Regions from separate parts of the Zea mays genome. Here region 2 is linked to region 1. A link is a contact called in public Hi-C data. All regions are on one chromosome and are shown on one strand. The core of a region is the stretch at or near the end of the contact, and the rest is flanking DNA. Distances in the headings are between cores, read along the strand shown.

Evidence for each region. A called contact is a pair of places that touch in the nucleus more often than the background predicts.
Region 2: a Hi-C map of leaf shows a contact between it and region 1, with 5 times the contacts expected there. The contact joins the promoter of LOC100281446 here to the promoter of LOC103631694 in region 1. A contact is called at or near these places in 6 of 25 Hi-C or Micro-C datasets (endosperm, leaf, leaf mesophyll and 1 more) and 1 of 3 datasets of contacts at active chromatin or transcription factors (leaf).

What each region holds. Positions count from the first base shown.
Region 1 is chr1:8,634,089-8,639,590 of Zm-B73-REFERENCE-NAM-5.0, forward strand. It overlaps LOC103631694 (alkane hydroxylase MAH1), which reads left to right and starts at 2,577. Exons shown (of 3, transcript XR_555329.4): 1 at 2,577-4,411; 2 at 4,503-4,563.
Region 2 is chr1:8,914,599-8,920,100 of Zm-B73-REFERENCE-NAM-5.0, forward strand. It overlaps LOC100281446 (vegetative storage protein), which reads right to left and starts at 2,740. Exons shown (of 1, transcript NM_001154364.2): 1 at 349-2,740. The coding sequence starts at 2,631. The coding sequence ends at 940. LOC103631696 (pentatricopeptide repeat-containing protein At5g08305) reads left to right here and starts at 2,851. Exons shown (of 2, transcript XM_020545022.2): 1 at 2,851-4,989. The coding sequence starts at 2,946. The coding sequence ends at 4,451.

The DNA.
Region 1 (5,502 bases), core at 1,327-3,826:
TGAGACCATACAAATCGTGGCATATATCGAAGTCTGCATGATACTGATGGTTGCAATGTAGTGGTGAAATAACTAGATTAAAATAACAAAATTTATGTATGGCTAGGATCACAAATTGATTATGAAACATTTTCTCATAACAATATAACACAGATTTTGTATATAAGTTATTGTAGTATACTGGTGTTATATATTCCCGTTGCAACGCACGAGCATCCACCTATATATATATATATAATTTTATTTGTTTCGGTTTAGTTATGTATTGGTTGTTGCCAAACACTTTGTGAGATATTGAGGTTGATGATAAGTGTTGTTCGTTTTGATGTAATAATTTTGCATTAATATTATATTGAATAAAATTTGTGTGCGGGTACTCTGAATTCATTGTGTTTGGGCTTTCTTTTAGATATTTTATTTATTGCATTTCTGGAACTAAATTGTGTACGACAAACTATATATATTAATAAAAGGACAAAAATGTAAAACTATAGGAATAATCATCATTTTAACTGCTTCTCTTATTCCATTTAAGCATTTAAGCATTGTCCTTACCCGGTACCACACATGAAACTGAACGTAGGACGGTAGGAGTATATTTCCTATGTAGACCAAATGGCTAAAACCATCCAATATTTTTATAAACTGAAAATGCAGAGAAAGCAACAAAGTTGTATTAATACAGTCATACATGCTTAGTATTAGATGGTTTTTAATTTGAATAGCAAAGCATGAGCACATACCTATATATCTTTTAATGTATGTAAATCTTCTTAACCTTTAAAAGATACTAACAAAAATGTATAACGATAATTAATGTTTCTGCATCTCAATATATTTTATCATTATATGTTGACTCCGTAGCAACGCACGAGCATACACCTAGTGTATATATATATATATATATATATATATATATATATATATATATATATATATATATATATATATATATATATAATCCATGTTACAAGCTTGCATGCTCTTATAAAATATATAGTTGAGAGTTGTTTCAACCAAACTAATTTCAGTATTTCATAACGGTCAGCTCATAACTCACAACTAAAATCAGATTTTCAGAAATCTACTGCTGAACAAGCATACCCTTATTCCCTTGAATGAGCCAAATAAAATCAACCTAACATTCAGAACCTATAATAAACTGCATGTACTAGAAGGCTCCTTTTTGTTGCACTAAAAATATCGAATAAATACTTTGAAACAGTTTAAATCAAATTAATACATGCATTAAAAACAATATAGGAGAAGGATACCGGGAAAAAACATTGTAAATGTACATATGTTTGAAAAAGCTGGAGAAAAAAAAGAAAGAAGAAACAGTAGCAGTTAACAACAATAGAAAGAAGAGGAAAAACGAAATTGAAAATGAGAATATAATACGAAAAGGTATGAAAAAAATATAATGCGGTAGCAAACCAAACCTTACGGATCAGAAAATAGAAATTAGGAAAAAAAGAACTGATAGAAAAACAGAAGAAACTAATATTATATCTGTTTAAGGCTATGGCTGGCAAATTGTGTATAAGGACATGCAAAATATTATTTTATATTATAGAATTTACTGTTTATAAAATAAAGTTAGGAATAAATGGTACGCACGAGTAATACTAAACAGTGAGATGCTGCGAGAGGAAGTGAAAACCAAAAGGAAAAACAAGAGGACAAACTACAGCTATGCACACGTGATGGTGCCATGGCCCTTTTGCCGGGAGATTGATGTCGAAATATGTATGTGGGGTGCCGCCGTGCCGCTGCTCGGTGGTCTGCAACTGTTTGCTCCTTCGGACGTCTTCACGTGGCTGAGCAGAAAGCTTGCGGGACGCAACGGCACAGCGAAGCAGCAGGACATAATGTAGAGGGAGAAATGTTTACACATACTATAATTTTTATATTCAACGGCTTTAATTGTAAAAAAAACTATTTAACGGTAGAAATGCATTGGATCATATAGTGCTAGCCCTCCACCCACCCAAAAAACATGTCATGCCCATGTCAGCCATATGGTACAAGGTTTTGGTAGGGTAACAATGATCTCTAAATTTTACACTATAAAATTAAAAAATCAGATTAGATTATGATCGTGCTCTATTTATATTTATTTTCAAATTAATATTTATTTAGGTCTCTAAAAAATTATAAAAAATATTTAGATCACAATCTATTTCCTAGCCTAATGAGCTCCCGAACCATACCCCACACCCGTGTGCTGACCACCCATGAGATCTTATAACCTTACACACACTTGGTAGGCGACGAAGGCTCCATTGACCTCGCCCAGCGACTCCAGTCCACTAATAAAGAATGTTCACCCGATTTGAATTGGATGATCACACACCTCGCAACCTTTTTATTTTTAGCGAAAATAATATTTCCCAACTTTCACTTTTTTTTTAAAAAAAAGTCAGAGTTATATACATAACTTTAACATGATAGAGTTATGCACATGACTTATACATATATGATAAATTTATATGCATAAATTTTAGAAATAATATTTTTCGGAACAAACTTATCGACATAATTTCTTCCACATAATTTTATGTATAACATTTTACAGAACAAATATATTATTGTAACTTTTTAATACATTTTTATACACCTTTTATGTAATCTTATAGACAGCTTAATCATGGTAACTTTTACATAAAGCAGTGCAGACTGGCCTGCCCTGGTGCAATCAGAATATCCAATTCCAGTCTTCACTCGTATTAAAGCCTTAGCCTTTAGCATACGTCCTAATGATCGATCCGATCCACATAGCCATTGGCAGTTCAGTTCTCCGATCCTCTACCGCAGCAGCGTAGGCAAAGTAGGAGGCAAGGATCAATGGCGCCGCCGCGGATCTCCTTCCTGGAGCTCTGCCTCTCCTTCCTCTGCTTCGTGGTCTTCTACTACTTCCACATGAGATCCAAGCGGAAGAACCCTTTCGTGCCGCTGGACTGGCCGCTGGTGGGCATGCTCCCGGCCCTCCTCGGCAACCTCCACCACCTCCACGACTGGATCACCTCCCTCCTGGTCGCCAGCCAGCTCAGCTTCCTCTTCACAGGCCCGCCGCGCTCCGGCATGCAGTTCTTCGTCACCGCCGACCCCGCCAACGTCCGCCACGTCTTCACCTCCAACTTCGCCAACTACCCCAAGGGCCCCGAGTTCGAGGAGATCTTCGACGTCCTCGGCGGCGGCATCTTCAACGCCGACGGCGAGTCGTGGCGCCGGCAGCGCGCCAAGGCGCAGCTGCTCATGTCCAGCGCCCCGTTCCGGGCCCTGGTGTCGCGGTACAGCCGCGCCAAGGTGGACACCGCCCTGCTCCCGCTGCTCTCGCACATGGCCGCCACCGGGGAGGCGTTCGACCTCCAGGACGTGTTCCTCCGGCTGACGTTCGACACCACGACGACGCTGGTGTTCGGCGTCGACCCCGGGTGCCTGTCCGTCGGCCTCCCCGAGGTGCCGTTCGCGCGCGCCATGGACGACGCCATGGGCGTGCTCCTCCTCCGCCACGTCGTCCCGATGACGTGGTGGAAGCTGGCGCGGAGGCTCCGGATCGGGCACGAGCGCAAGATGGCGGAGGCGTGGCGCACCATCGACCAGTTCGTCGCCGACACGATCGCCAAGCGGCGGGCCGAGAAGGCGAGGCACGGCAACGGGCAGGTCTCGGCGGACCTGCTCTCGTCCTACATCAACGACGACGAGGACGAGGAAGGCGGCGTGGACGCGTTCCTGCGCGACACGACCATCAACCTCATGCTGGCCGGCCGCGACACGACGGGCTCGGCGCTGTCCTGGTTCTTCTACCTCCTGACGCGGAACCCGCGCGTGGTGGGCAAGATACGGCAGGAGCTGGAGTGCGTCAAGAGCAAGAGCAGCGGCAGCGGCGGCGGCATGGCGAGCTTCGACCCGGACGAGCTGAGCCGGCTGACGTACCTGCACGCGGCGCTGTGCGAGTCGCTGAGGCTGTACCCGCCCGTGCCGCAGGAGCTCAAGGAGGCGGCGGCGGCGGACGTGCTGCCGTGCGGGCACGAGGTGCGGGCCGGGGACAAGATCCTGGTGTCTCTGTACGCGATGGGAAGGATGGAGGAGGTGTGGGGCAGCGACTGCCGGGAGTTCAGGCCGGAGCGGTGGATCCCGGAGTTGGAGGACGGGCGCAGGGTGGTGCAGGTGCGGTACGTGCCGTCGTACAAGTTCATGTCGTTCAACTCGGGGCCCCGGACCTGCCTCGGCAAGGACATGGCGTTCGTGCAGCTGAAGGCGGCGGCGGCCGCCGTGGTCAGCAACTTCGACGTGGAGGCGGTGCCGGGGCACGTCGTGGAGCCCAAGCTGTCCATCATACTTCACATGAAGAATGGCTTTATGGCCACGGTCAAGAGGAGGCGCCAGACGTTTGCTTAGCTTCGACGTACGTACGTACGGTCCATTATTATCTGTGGTAAACATGAGATCACACAGTCGGTACGTACGTTAGCTCGCTCACATGTATGTACCAGCAGGTGCAAGTACACGTGGTCGTCGTGGCATGTACGTGTACGACACTCCGTCCGCCGTTGAAAGGTACGTAGTGTTATTACGTGTACTTGTACGTGTGTGCTGTGCGATGTCGATCAGTGCATATAGCATATGGGTGTTTTCTGTGGTGTGGTGGGGCGAAATGAGAGTATGAGACCAAACCTCCTAGCAAATTTATACTCTCTTCGATCCTTTTTTATTTGTCATGGTTTAATTCAAAACTAAACTATCGAGAAGATTTGGACTCTCGAACCACCTTTTCCATGCCGGTGACGAGAACTGAGGACGCTGGCGCAACTTGTGAGTGGTAACAAACTACACTATAGGGCGTCATGCATGGGTCCGTCAGTTCGGTGGAAGGACCGGCACGTTGTACCTCGATCGGTCCGCGCCGCGAGAGCAACACGTACGGGAATTACCAGGAGCGGTTGGGGCGCATGACGTATCGATATGATCCCAGTGACTTCCACCGCTCGATCGGGCAGCCGGCCGGCCGGGTCGCGTGTTCTGCTCCGCACACGGACCGGACGGCGGTCCACCGACGACGCGCGGACCACGCACGGCTCCGCACGCGGGCCGAGCCAAGCAAGATTTCCTTGTTTGCTAGCGGGTGACCCATGACGGGTTAGGCGGCGCGGGGCTTTCGGCCAGGACACCATGTTTGCTATTTTTATTTTTTATTCTTTATAGATTAGGGTAACAAACGAAATCTATACTTCTATATTAAGGATATAAGGGGTAGCCTACCATCTCTAGTTCTGCCTCACGTAAATCTCGACCGTCCATTCATACCGATCAAATCAGCACTGTGCGTCCGTACGCCCCGTGCCTCCCACTGTCTGATCCACCAAGAACCACCGCTCCCCCCACACGCGCGCCGCCAGCCCCGCTTCCAACCCCTGTCCCCCGTTCTCCACCACTACGCGGTGCTGGATCTCAGCCTCCCACACTGGCGTGCCTTTGTAGCCCCGGAGCCGGTGCCTC
Region 2 (5,502 bases), core at 1,490-3,989, 280 kb after region 1:
AAAAATGGGTAAAACTACAATTACACTCTAAAACAGGGCACTGACGTAATTGTTCCTTGTTTTTTTGTCAAGGCTTAACACCATTAAGTATACCTGTTGGAATAGGGGCATACGACAATTTGTTTTGAAAAAAACAAGGACAAACATGCAAAATCTAAAAAACAGGAACAAATCTGCGCTTGCACCGTAAAACTGAGTCACTAGCGCAATTGCCCCAATTATAAAGTGTGGTAGAAAAAACTGCCTATAGTTTATTCTAACATACTTTAGATTCTTTCTGTTATATTATCTTGAATCTATATATAGTAAATTAGCAGATTGAAGTACTAGTCCAGCTGAACTTTTTTCACTGTATCCACTTAATTTCAATTAAGTCATAATAGAAAGGAAAAAAATAACTAAGTCATAATAAAAAGGAAAAAACTATGAAAACCCAAACAATCATAAACAAAGGGAGAGAAGAATCAATCGGATGCTACCGACTATGGATCAACTGAGGAATGGTACTTTCCTCTCAGCAGTTTATGTCACCGAACAAGATGAGCATAACGGCCCTAAGACAAGACCAAGAAGCAACTATTGAGCTGGGGCATCTCTGAGAACTCAAACTGTTAATCAGCAGGCACGAAATGTTCCCCAGAATAATTGACACTTAAAGAGCATCACTTGCCATGTTAATTTATGCTCCACGAGTAACAAGATGCTTCGGTGTCTATCCAAACAAGATATTATGGTGTCTGCAACACCATAAGACCACAGTTCTCTTCAAGATTTCAAACATGTAGGGAAGTTGGCCCTATGGCAACAACTCCAAGCAAGTTCCCAAATTCCAATCAATCCTGCAGTGAGTTTTTTTCCTGGAGTCAATTATCTCGTGGATTATCGGCAAATCATACAGATGCTTCTTGCCTCATAGTTTATCCTCAAGATATATGTGTTTCACCAGCAGCCTCTGCAACTGCAATCACCTTTCTTAATTGTGTGGTACCTATTGACATCCCGTACTACAATTACTCTGTCGATCACCATGCTAGCATACTTGAAGAATTCATGACAATGAGCACATATTCTCAAGTTCTTAACTATTCTCAACACCTTTCCTGATGGTGCAGCACCACTGATCAACCCATATGCAAGAGCCAATCTTTCACTATGATGCCAAAGTCTCTCATCTGCCTCCTTGTACCCTAACTTCTCTACCTCTTGAATCAATTCATGCAGTTTGTCATATATTTCTAGCAGCTGTTCATGCCTTCTTTCGTTTGCAACAAAAACATGTACCAGCCCTCTGACCTCAATCCAACTTCGCCCACCTTCCTTCCTGACCCCATGGTCCCTCATTGCAGTCCATGCCTCAGCCTCCTCATTTGTTTTCCCAGCTGTTGAGTAGACGTTGGCAAGCATGACATAAGCTGAGTCATCCTTGGGATTAATCTCCAGAAGCCTCTGTCCCATGGATTCTGCCATGTCAACCCTGCGGTGAACCACACAGCCCATTAGAAGTGTCCGCCACACTGCTGCATCTGGTTTGCATGGCATTGTACAAGCAAAACTCTCTGCATCCTCTAGATGCCCCACCCGTGCCATTGCACCCACCACGCAAGTATAATGCTCAAGGTCAGGCTTCACGCCGTACTTCGACTGCATTGCTTCCAACCAAAACTTGGCTTCAGTGGCTGCTCCGGCATTACTACATGACGTGAGAACAGCAAGGAATGTTAGCCCATCAGGGGCAAAACCCAGCTTCATCATCTGGTTAAACAGTCCAGTGACCTCCTGCACATCTCCCTGCTGAGCATGAGCAGAAAGCACCGCGTTCCATGTAATCAGGTTTCGGTCACCACCCAACCCCTCAAAAACCTTGGCTGCATCATCCACATCTCCAGCCTTACCATAAGCATCCACCAGGGCGGTCCCAACAGCCACATTTCCATCAAGCCCAACTACCACCGCATGGGCGTGAATCCCACAAGTCTGCTCCAGCACAGCAAGCCCTGCAGCTGCCCGGAGAGAACCGGAGAGCGCATGCATGGTAGAATCAACACCGTTTGCGCGCATGCCAGCGAACACAGAGAGGGATTCTTCGTACCACCCATTCTGTGCGAGCCCAACAATCGTGGAGGAGTAGCAAACGGAGTCCCGATTTGCAACGGGGATTTCATCGAACAGGTGGCGGGCGCATGCCGGGGAGCGGGCTCTGGAGTAGAGAGTAATAAGGCAAGAGGCGGAGTAGGGGGACGACGAGAGGGCGAGCTTGAAGGCGAGGGCGTGCACGTGCGGTGCGATGGACGGCGGCATGGAGCGGAGGAGTGAGGATAGCGGGCCGTCGCAGAGGAGAGCAGGGGACATGCCGAGGACGCGGCGGAGGAGCGGGAGCGCGGAGGCCGGGGAGGAAGCGGAGAGGGAGGAGAGCGAGGAGGTGAGCGAGCCGGCGGTGGGGCGGAAGCAGAACGGGAGGTGGGAGAGGAGGTGCAGCGAGAGCGACGGATGGTAGCGGGAGAAGAGGAGGTTGTAGGCGGCGCGAGAGGACGAGGCGGTCTTGATGAGGACCGCGTGAAGAACGGCCGGGTCGCCGCCAGCTTCGGCCACCGCGGAGGCCGAGGCCCTGAGGGACGCGGCCACGGCGAGCATGGGCGTCTAAGGCGGTGTGTGATGGGCGCTGGTGATCAGCGACGGCGTGGCGGCGGTTTCGGGGTAGGAAAAATTCCTGGTATGCAGATTTTATATTCATTCCTTGTGTGCCACTGAGTGGCATATAGGTATATGTTTTGGTGTTTATGATATGTGAGGCCAGTGGCACACAAGGAACAAGTATATTTTCCAATGGCATACAGCGAATTGGCCCTTCGGGGTATGAGCATGACCTGTTTTAGAGCAGCGGCAACCCGGGAAGGCTGGATTTGAAGGCGTATTCGTTGGTTATCTACTAGCTGACGGTCTCACTGATGCTCATGCCTCCGCCTCCCTGCCCGCCGACGCTGCCGCACCTTCTCCGCCACCTCCGCGGCCGCATGCTCACCACCCAGCTCCTCGACCACCTCATCAGGTCAACCTCATCCTCGCCGTTCCCCTCCCTCTCCTTCTCCGTCTTCATCCTCCTCCTCCGCTCCTCCCTCCGCCCGTCCCACTTCACTTTCCCATTCCTTGCCCGCGCCGCCGCGCGCCTTTCCTCCGCCTCCCTCGCGTCTGCGCTCCACGCGCACCCGCTGCGGCTCGGGCTCCTCCCCGCCGACCTCCACGTCGCCAACTCCCTCGTCCACATGTACGCGGCCTGCGCCCTGCCGGACCACGCCAACCGAGTGTTCGACGAAATCCCGCGCCCCAACCTTGTCTCCTGGAACGCGCTCCTCGATGGGTACGCCAAGTGCCACGACCTCCCCGCTGCGCGAAAGGTGTTCGCTCGGATGCCCCAGCGGGACGTGGTGTCCTGGAGCGCCATGATCGACGGGTGCGTCAAGTGTGGGGAGCACCGCGAGGCGCTCGCGCTGTTCGAGATGATGGAGAATGCTGCCGCCAGGTCAGCAGAGGAGGAGGATGGTGGGGGTGGGGCGAGGGCTAACGACGTCACGATGGTGAGCGTGCTTGGAGCCTGTGCTCAGCTTGGAGACCTCGAGCGCGGAAGGCGGGCGCACCGGTGCCTGAGGGAACGTGGCTTTGCATTGAACCTCAGGCTTGCAACCTCGCTCGTTGACATGTATGCCAAGTGTGGGGCCATCAGTGAGGCAATGGAGGTGTTCTGGGCTGTGCCGGTGGAGAGCACCGATGTTCTGATATGGAATGCTGTGATCGGTGGCCTTGCGGTGCATGGCATGGCCACCAAATCGGTGGAGATATTCCTGGAGATGCAGCGTGCTGGGGTTGCGCCGGATGAGATCACGTACCTTTGTCTGCTGAGCGCTTGTGCCCACGGCGGTCTAGTGGATGAGGCTTGGGAGTTCTTCCGCTCACTTGAAGCGCAAGGGCTCAGACCACATGTCGAGCATTATGCTTGCCTGGTAGATGTGCTTGGCAGAGCAGGACGCCTGGAGGAAGTGTACGGTGTTGTTAAAAGTATGCCAATGAAACCTAGTGTTTCTGTGCTTGGTGCTCTCTTAAATGCCTGTCATTTGCATGGATGGGTGGAGCTGGGCGAGGTACTCGGTAGGCGGCTTGTCCAGTTGCAGCCAGACCACGATGGCAGGTACATTGGCCTGTCCAATATCTATGCTGTTGCCAGACGGTGGCAAGAGGCAAAGAAAGCTAGAAAGGTGATGGAGGATAGGGGTGTAAAAAAGGTCCCTGGATTTAGTGAGATTGATGTTGGTGGAGGGCTCTCCAGGTTCACTGCCCAGGACAAGACTCATCCTGGCTCAGTGAAGATCTATGAGTTGCTGAATCTAATAGCAATAGAGATGAAAATGAAGGATGATGCTACTATTCCAGATTACCTCCTGTGCACACTGCTAGAATGATGGTTGCGCTTGCACCTGTAGATCACTCAACAAACAATTTCCATGAAGCTGTTCGATCATTTTCTCGGAGTGAATGTGGACATAGTATTTTCCACACTTAGTTCTGGCCACTGAAGCACTATCCAAAGCATAATTTAGGCTAATCAAATTGGAAACTAAATTAACAGGTCAACTCAGTTGTGAGCAGATACATCAGGAGATATATATTTTGCATATTAGAAGCAGCATTTGCTGCAAATTCTCTGCCGATAGAAGAGATGTGGAAATATTTGATGCAGATGGCATTTAGATTGCTTGCATAGCAGACAAATAATATTGATATATAGATAAACTTTCTTCAGGAATTGCTTCGACCTGTAGCTACTGCCTGTATGACAGATCTAGCAATAAGGTGAAAACTACATCAATTGTTTTGTAAGTTACAAGCATCTGCTGAAACTGTGCATGGAGCAATTTTGCAATCAGCCAGGAGCCCCCAGGAGCATGTTCCAGCAATTTATATGGAACTGCATAAGTCATTCTGCTCTACATCAGTTCGGTACATACTGAGAGCACCTAGAGGGGGGGGGGGTTGAATAGGTGATCCTGTAAAAACTTCAAACTTATAGTCACAAAAACTTGTTAAGTGTTAGCACAGTTATTGCCAAGTGGCTAGAAAGGAGCCAAAACACAATAACCACAATAAAGCAATCACAGAGATGACACGGTGGTTATCCCGTGGTTCGGCCAAGTACAAAACTTGCCTACTCCACGTTGTGGCGTCCCAACGGACGAGAGTTGCACTCAACTCCTCTCAAGTGATCCAATGATCAACTTGAATACCACAGTGTTCTTCTTTTCTTTTCTCTTTTCCCGTTTGCGAGGAATCTCCACAACTTGGAGTCTCTCGCCCTTACAATTGAGTTTCACAAAGAAGCACGGAGTAAGGGAGAGAAGCAACACACACAAATCCACAGCAAAATGCGCACACACACGGCCAAGAATCGAGCTCAAAAGACTATCTCAATATTCTCACTAGAACGGAGCTCGAATCACTTAGAAGGACAAACGA